Linked DNA regions of Gossypium hirsutum: regions 1 and 2 are each linked to region 3. Evidence: chromatin contacts called from public Hi-C data. All regions are on one chromosome and are shown on one strand. The core of a region is the stretch at or near the end of the contact, and the rest is flanking DNA. Distances in the headings are between cores, read along the strand shown.

Evidence for each region. Hi-C and Micro-C count contacts between places; a contact is called where the count stands out from the background.
Region 1: a Hi-C map of leaf shows a contact between it and region 3, with 1.7 times the contacts expected there. The contact joins the promoter of LOC107900709 here to the promoter of LOC107900717 in region 3. A contact is called at or near these places in 3 of 34 Hi-C or Micro-C datasets (all in leaf).
Region 2: a contact with region 3 is called in a Hi-C map of hypocotyl, with 2.2 times the contacts expected there. The contact joins the enhancer-like site here to the promoter of LOC107900717 in region 3. A contact is called at or near these places in 3 of 34 Hi-C or Micro-C datasets (hypocotyl and leaf).

What each region holds. Positions count from the first base shown.
Region 1 is chrD08:54,288,462-54,291,438 of Gossypium_hirsutum_v2.1, reverse strand. LOC107900709 (protein NUCLEAR FUSION DEFECTIVE 4) reads left to right here and starts at 1,370. Exons shown (of 3, transcript XM_016826409.2): 1 at 1,370-2,015. The coding sequence starts at 1,707.
Region 2 is chrD08:54,306,073-54,308,940 of Gossypium_hirsutum_v2.1, reverse strand. No RefSeq gene overlaps it. Among protein-coding and RNA genes, the nearest start is that of LOC107899882, 12 kb to the left of the region's middle. Within about 2 kb of position 1,405, at least 2 of the 9 cell types and tissues checked have an H3K27ac peak or open chromatin away from gene starts, as enhancers often do. A contact at or near this core is called in hypocotyl and leaf, where this site is marked.
Region 3 is chrD08:54,146,814-54,149,674 of Gossypium_hirsutum_v2.1, reverse strand. It overlaps LOC107900717 (phytochrome-interacting ankyrin-repeat protein 1), which reads right to left and starts at 1,562. Exons shown (of 3, transcript XM_016826415.2): 1 at 684-1,562; 2 at 1-96. The coding sequence starts at 809.

The DNA of each region.
Region 1 (2,977 bases), core at 121-2,620, 140 kb before region 3:
GTATTTATTGGAATAGTATATTTGACATTTATTAGCATATTTTTTTTTATTTCTTTCCATATTTATGAGTTTTTCTTGTTATAAACATTCCTGTTTCATTGTTCAAAAATAGAATGAAAAATATATAAAATTTTAGCAGACAATATTTTTACTAAATTTCTCTCTGTAAATCTTTCTTCCTTGCTGCCGAAATTCCAACAATATCGACCACTAGTGGATGATATCAAAAGGTTGGGAAATGTATGCTACATAAAGGAAGGGATGGAAATGATAACATAAGTTAAAAAGGAAATATTAAGATGGGTAATGCTTACTTCTAATTTTTGTACGAATGTTGTTATAGATAATGGCTTTGTTACAAATAACAACTTGTAAAGCGTGTTTCGGTATCAATTTTTTTTACACAAAAGTTAATAATTTTTATTTTTTAACTTACATTTGTTATATCCTAAACTGTCTCTATGAAAAAAATTTACTTAAAATATTATATATATTTTTAATTATATATGCAATCTTTTATGTAATAAATTTAGTTTTTTTGATAAAGTAAATTTCCCCAAAATGCCATTTAAAAAAAATTATTGAATTAGGTTGAATTGTCTAAAAATTACAAGAACAAACTGAAAGCATTTTCAACTGATTTGCAGGAAAGCATTTTCAAGCGTTTTCAGCGTATTAACAGAAAAACGCTTCCAACTGGAAACTCTTTCTGTTCCCAATATCTTTTTTTTTTACAACATTAAACTCTAACAAAATATATTTTATTATCTTTAAATGCTATACTTTTGTTTGAGATTGTTCAAATTATAATTTGAGGAGGTTGGTCATTAGACAACTAATTATTATCTTTAAATTGTTAGAGATTGTTATCCTTTTGTTTGAGATTGTTTTATTTTGTTAGAGTTTGTACAAAGTTTTGTGTTTAATTTTTAATAATTAAGTGTAGACTCATATCCCATACTACTTAAGAAAAAAGAAAATAAGACTTGGAGTCTATATAAAGACATGTTTTGTAAGTTTTATTTTTACAAGGAGTGACACAAAAAAAAGATATCGAGAGCAAAAAGCGTTTCTCACTAGAAGCGTTTTCGTTATTTTAGTCTAATCCCGTAATTTCCAAAAAAAAAAAAAGCCTAATCCAATATTTTTTTTTAAAAAATGGCATTTTTGAAAAATTTACCTTTATGATAAGGATCTTTTATAAAAGATAAAAAAATTTCATAACAAACTTAGTCATATCAATTTTTTATTTGGCTAAGATTTTTCCTATTTCATAAATCTTATTTAGCCAATTTTATTTACCGTCATAATTTAGTGATGAATGATTTGATTAGATATAAAAGAACAAGAAATGAAGAAGGGGTGGGCTGGGCTTGCGATGGCATCACATGCTACCTCGCTAAGTTGTCCGCCACATACACATTACCCCCTATCAGCAGTCACTCCGTTAATGCCACACCACACAGTGTATACGCGGTAAAAACTTCCAATGCCATGGGAGGCGAAGGGACTACCTGCCCGAGTTTCTGTTGCGGGCTAAGGCAATACCATCAAACTGGATATTTTCTTTTTTTCTTTTCTCTCTTTTTCTTTGCTTTCCTTTGCTTGCCTTATAAATAAAGAGTTCGTTCCATCACCAACACCACGTTTTCAATCCCCAACCAAATCTTCATCATAATATACACAGTTTTGTATTTATTAAAATTATGGTTGGACAGTCCAGGAAATGGATGATCCTAGTGGCGGTTATTTGGATTCAAGCATTCACGGGTACGAATTTCGATTTCTCCGCTTATTCCTCGGAGATGAAGAAAGTATTGGGCATATCACAGGTGCAGTTGAATTATCTTGCGGTGGCGTCGGATATGGGGAAGGTATTCGGCTGGTCTTCTGGGTTGGCTCTCATGTTTTTCCCTTTGTGGACGGTGCTCTTCATGGCTGCTTTCATGGGCCTTTTTGGTTACGGAATCCAATGGCTCGTCATTTGTAACGTCATCTCTTTGCCTTACATACTGGTATACGCCTGCTCTCACTATAAACTGCTCTTATTCTTTCCATTTTCCACTCCATTTGAATTTAATTATATACTACCACTCCAGAAGAATATATATTGGCCTTTTCCCGCAATTTCAGAAGATTTGATTTCTGGGTTTATCTTTCTCCTTTCTCTCTCTCTCCCTCACTCGTATCTCAATTTCAGATTCATGGTGTTCTTTGTTGTAGTTCCTGGTAGATACAAAGACCACCTATGTTATCTGCTTTCTACCATCTTCAGAAATAAGTAAGCTACTAGCAGCCATCAAAACTAATGACGACGAATACTATTACTATTTTTATATTTTATTTCACTTTCAACTTTGGTTTTTGATGGTTTGATATTACAATACATACAATGCGAACAACCCAAAAGCCCACAAGTAAAATTGTGATTTTTATTTTTGATTCTATTTCCATACCATTCCACCCACCTCTTTCACTTTCTGGGTTTTTCTTAATTAATTAAAAATCTGCCCTCTTATGTAAGGCTGACGTGACTGATCACTGATCTACGGTTAGTATACTATTGTATGCATTGCATTGCGGGCGCAATGCTTGCTTTATTATTATTACTCGTAGTACTTCTGTCTTCTGTTATTTTTGGTTTGAGGGAAAATGTTTTCCTTCAAAGGTTCAAAGTATTTCTATACATATACATGTGGTTGAGAAGGTTTCCGTATGGATTAGCAAGTAATGATATTTTATATATATATATAAATATATGTGATGAATATTGAATACAATAGCTCCCCTTTCCCTCCTCTTCATAATTAATAAACACTTTTAGCACCCCAAGGCCTCCCTTCCATACCTTTCATTCCATCCCCTTCCCTACCTCCATTCCTTTAATTAAATACACTTTCCATTGGCACCACATTAGCCTTTTTTCGTCCCACATCACTTTCACATTGAATGATTTTCTTTCTCGTATCTGAATGTT
Region 2 (2,868 bases), core at 156-2,655, 160 kb before region 3:
ATGATATTTTAGCAAAAATATAAAAAAATATTTATTATAACTTATTGTTAATATTTTAATATATAATATTAATGTTAAATATTTCTAAGTAATTAATATTATTATTTATTAAATTTAATTAGAATATATAAACTATATTTAAATATAATAATTTTGTAATTAGATATTTACACAATTGTATTATTTTAAAAATTATTTTATATTTTTAATTAATGCTTTTAACACATTTGTATTATTTTATTTTAAAATGTATTTGAATATATAACTCATATTAGATATTAACATAACATAGAAAACATAAACCTAACAAATTAAAATATTACATATATTTAGATTAAAGTTTTAAAAAAGGATAATATTTATATACCAAATATAAATACTAAAAATTTTGGGAGAAGATAAAGATTAAAAATGTAAATAGAAGCCAAAAGCACTTTTGGATAAAGAAAAAGTTAAAATTTTCAACTTCTCCATTACTTTTTTTTAAATTGAAATTTTTTCTAAAATAACGTTTGTTTTTTAATGCTTTTAAGGGAGAAACAATTTTTATTCCAAAAATCTATGTAAGAAGCATTAAAGAACGGGCCTGAGTCTCGTTTTGACTCACGACGAAAGTTGTTTTTGAATTGGATAATTTTTTTTATTGTTAAATTTTCTCATGTAATATTGGATTTATCTTTGTTTAACCAAATTATTTTAGAGGCGGATTTTGATGTTTCAGATTATTCGTTTACGTGTAGGTCAATTAAATAAGATCATCGATATGCTCAGTTGTTTGGGCTCAAATTCTAAAAATGAGGTCTAATTTGGAGTGGGTTACTTCCATGAGCTTCATCATCTTATGCTTGCGAATACTATTTGACTTGCTGAATGGAATTATCATTTGTAGCCTTCATTTCAAAAAGGAAAATAATCATGACATAATTATGGTCTTCTAATTTAACAAACTCAATATCTGAGTCGTGACTCACATTTCATCTATTGAAGTCGGTTCTAGTAATGATTTTCTTAGAACTCAAGAATCTAATGATGGTTTTAAAAAAAAATATTAATTCATTAATGACAAGTGACAAATAAGAATGCATCAAAGAAATTTTTATAAAAAAAAAAAAAAAACCTATAACTTAGAGCTCTGACTGAAGAGATTAATTTTATAATTGATGTAACGGATTGGGACCTTATTTTGTACTCGACTCTTTCCTTCTATTAGAAGAATCATGGTGAATACATTTCATACTTGTAGTTGGGTTTTGCAACAAAAGGGGCGTTGATTTAAGATTGATGATACAATTTTTAGCTAACTATTAAATCTAAACAAAAATCCAGTAAAGGTGGAGTTGGAGGTTATCCCGTTCCATTGGATAAAAGTGGCCCGAAGCTGGTGTTGGAGATTGGGCCTATGGCTGATTTATATTGCAATGGCAAGGAACCTTGCTCTTATTACCGGGAAACAGAAGCCATTGGCTGAATCTGGGGATGGCTTTTATAACTAATTTGTTTTCAAGCAAGTATAGACAGAAGGAAGGTATTGAGCAGCAGGATCACAAAGGGTTGCTTTATTGCTTTAAGGTCTATTTCCACGTCAGTTTCGTTGAGATTAGAATAATAAGATTCGATAATGTGGTACTGAAATTAAAATTAATAGTGTAATATATATGTTAATTTTAAATATAACAATTACAGTAAGGATGAAAACGAAAAATGACTATAAAGCATAATTTTTAATATATGTAATTGATTATATATGTTATTATTATATTTATTTACATAGATTAAATAAAAATATTGCATATTATTTGAAATAAATTAACTAACAATAAATATTATGAAGATATTATAAGTAAAAAGTGTTCAAATAAACTAGTTATTATAATTAGAAAAGAGAAAATGTATGATCATCAACTCAAGGAAGATAATAGGCATGATTTCTTTTTCTTGTAGTGAATGAAAAGCTAAAAAGTTGGTCAAAATATGCTTCTATACTTGAATTTTAACAAAACTTTGGATTTCATTGGTAAAAGCGTCATGGAGGCCCTTGTACTAAGAGTTAGATTGTATTTGCTCCCTCTAATAAAAATTAGTAAATTAATCCCTATACATTAGAACAAATAGCAAATTAGTCCTTCTATTTAATTTTCATCCATTTCTACTGTTAAAAACTAGTTCCTGTACATCAACATGAGGTACACATGGCATGCCATTTGTAATTGTCTAGTTATTCCGTCAGCCATGCCTATTTTTAACAATAGAAATGGAGGAAAATTTTGAAAACCGAGCCAATTTGTGATATTTATAGTAATAAACCAATTACTGAATTTGCACCTATGTTTTCAGCTAAATGGATCCTTATCATTTCAAGCTTTCAACTAAACAACCTTCTTCACTATTCTTGTACCACAAACAGCTTCAAGTGTGGCCTCGAATGGTTTGAATCAAACACAAAACCAAAAATAGTTTTATTAACTTTTAGTGTGAAAACAAAAATTCTCTTATCAAATAGAAACCGATAGAATTGTTATTCCAGAAAATAGATTTAATACTTTGATAAGAAAACTCTCTCAATTTTCGGGTAGAGTAACAATATCTTTTAGTTGTATTTTTAGCTCTACCAATGTCATCTATTTATAGGGAGAAGAAGTAGAACCCTTGTTGAATTGTAGAAATAATTCAACTAGAAAAACAAACTCCTAGTCTAACCAGGAGTATAAAGGGCGGCAATCCTAGTTAATAAAATTAGGGTTTGTTGTCCCCCTCATTAACATAAGGGGCTTTTGGACCTTTTTCCATATCAGACCCAATTACAAGTGCTTCCTGGACTTTTAACCCAATACTTTATAATTCGATCCAAACCAATATTTGTTTTTATAT
Region 3 (2,861 bases), core at 313-2,812:
ACCCTCAGCAGCAAGATGGAGTGGGGTGACACCTTGGGATTTGGGGCCCCATGCAGCCACATTTACATCCACACCTTCGTTGAGCAGTTGCTTGACCTGTTTCAAGGAATTTTAGCTCAGCAGTCCATGGCCAAGAGAAGTTATAGCAGTGAATCGTTTGACAATAAACACAAATAATATACCAAAAAGTACCAGTCACAACAAGCTCAAAAGGATTTGGGTCTTACATATGGAACCATTCATACATGTACTAATAAACATACGGATTTATTTTATATGTATCTCTATAATCATTTGGTTCAACTTATTTTTATTTGAACAAGATAAAGAAAAAAATCATGTTCGGCTCCTCCTGGGGCTGGAATGCTTCTAAAAAAAATCAGCAAGTAAAACTTGTTAAGAGATTGCCCAAGGGAATTTGGGGAATCCAAAAAGGAAAAATAATCACGGAAAAGCAATTGGAATCTATTCCTCCCTGTATATAAATCCAGTTAAAAGAACATTTTCCAATAAATTTAATAATCTAACATTAGCGTTGGTTTCTTATATTGGTTTAAAGTATTAGAACTATTGAGTAACTTAAGGATCCATCATCAATAGGAATTATCATGAATTCATAAAATTCAAGGGTACTACCAATAAAAGAAAGAGCAGTAAAAACGGTAAATAAGAAAGAAAGATACCTGAATGAGGTCACCTTTACGGGCTCCGATGTGGAGCATTGTCCAACCTCTATCATCCCTATCAATCCCCCACCTAAACGAGCGCCTTCTTGACAGATTTCTCCGCAAAGACTGTCCTTGGGTCATATTCTTCGAAGCAATAACAAAAACCAAGCAATACCGTTGCAGATATATAGACTTTTTCCTTTAACTCGGAAGAAGTAAAGAGAACACCAGACCAAGATTTGATTGATTAGGCAAAGAAACGCATGATATTTTTGTAAAAACGTGAAATTTTCACAAAGAGTTAGATCCCTTTCATTTTTTTTTCTTGGAAAACAAACAATCCCCTCGAAAGCTTAAGATGAAGAGAAAAATGATTACATGATAGAGATGAAAACAAGGAGAAGAGGGAAACAGATTAGCGAGAAGCAGAGGAATGATGAGCGACGCAGAAAGGGGAAAAAGGATTCAAGCCAGGACCGAACACACGCAGGTTTTGGAATATCACGTTGCAAGTCATCAACGAAAAAGACAATAAAAACATAATTGATGAAATTGATTTTGAATAATATTTACAGCGAAAACAGAGGAATTGCCCAAATCATAGATCGATTCGGAGTGGGAGAATAATAAAATTTTATGAAATCGGGAAGAGGAGTAATCAAAAGAAAACCCTAAATAAAGAGGAAAACATGAAGAGAAATAAGAGGAAAGGAGAGAGCTACCACAAAGAGGATATTATGACGCCCCGACCTTACCCAATGCTAGGCTTGTGAGATTTAAGACCTATATATCTTTGTGGCATTCGCCAAATTTGGTTCTCTTCGCGATGGGCTAACGGGCCATCACTAATACTGTACCTAGCAACCCATCCAACCCAGCCCACCACAACACAATGTTTCCCCCTCTTTTAATAATTCTCAATTTATAATAAAATTTCGGGATAAACTCTAAAAATAGTCACCCAACTATTATCATGTTTCTGTTTTGGTCATCAAAGTTTAAAATTTTCTATTTTAGTCTTAATATTATCAAATTTTAATATTTTGATCACTCCTACATTAAATTATTAATGATGATCTTTTTTATTGGCATAACAATTAAAAACAAAAAAATACAATAAAAGATACAATAAGTTTAGCGCTCAACTTTATACATTTTGTCAATTTAGTCTTAATTCTTAAAAAAATATAAATTTAAAAAACTTTAAAGAAATAAAAAATTTAAAATTTCATTTTTCAATAAAAATACATAATATTTTTATAAAAATATATAAAAAATTATTATAAATATTTATAAATAAATGGATATCTTTCTTTTTCAATTTCTTAACATGAATTTTATTTATTATAATGATAATTTTATAAATAAAATAATAATCTTATAAAAAAAAGGAAAACCCATAAAAAAAGAATTATGCAAATTCAATTTTTCCCTTTTTTTTCAATATTAACAATCTTAGTTGAGTTAAAAACTACAGCTTGAGATAAAAAATGGTGAGAACCGATTTCTTTAGGTTGTTGCCTAAAATGGATTTGTTGCATTTGAGGCTCTATTTGAGGCAAGCATGACTGGGGATGTATAGTGAAGATGAGGTCTTGGAGACCTAGTAGGTGAAATTTGGAAGGCCATGTCAATATCTCCATAACCAACTCCTAATTCGATGGTATGATGATGGAAGATGTAGAAATCAAGGAGTTCAAAGTAAATATTATTAGTGCCGGTGATTGTGGGTGAAGGCGGTGCCCAGCACTCGACAAATTTGAGAAAGACTAAGGAGTAATGTCAGTCATATAATAAAAAATTACTATTTATAAAATAAACTTGAAAAAAAGAGAGGAAAACCTTGAATCTGATTTAAGTATTATTTGTAGGTTTTTTTAAAATATTTTATTTATGAAAATATTATTTTAATAAATAAATTTCATGTCAAAAATAGAGAAAAATGGGTATTCATTTATTATAATATTGTATGTATTTTTATAAAATCTTATGTATTTTATCATAAATGATTTTTTAAATGATTTTTTTATAAAGTGGACAAAATAGAAACATGTTAATAGTTGACTAACTATTTTTATAGTTTACCCTAAAATTTAGGTATAATATTAAATTTAACCTTCAATGTTTGCATCTTTTGTCAATTTGGCCATTTCTATTTTTTTAACTAAATATGGCCCTAAATATTTTAAAAAG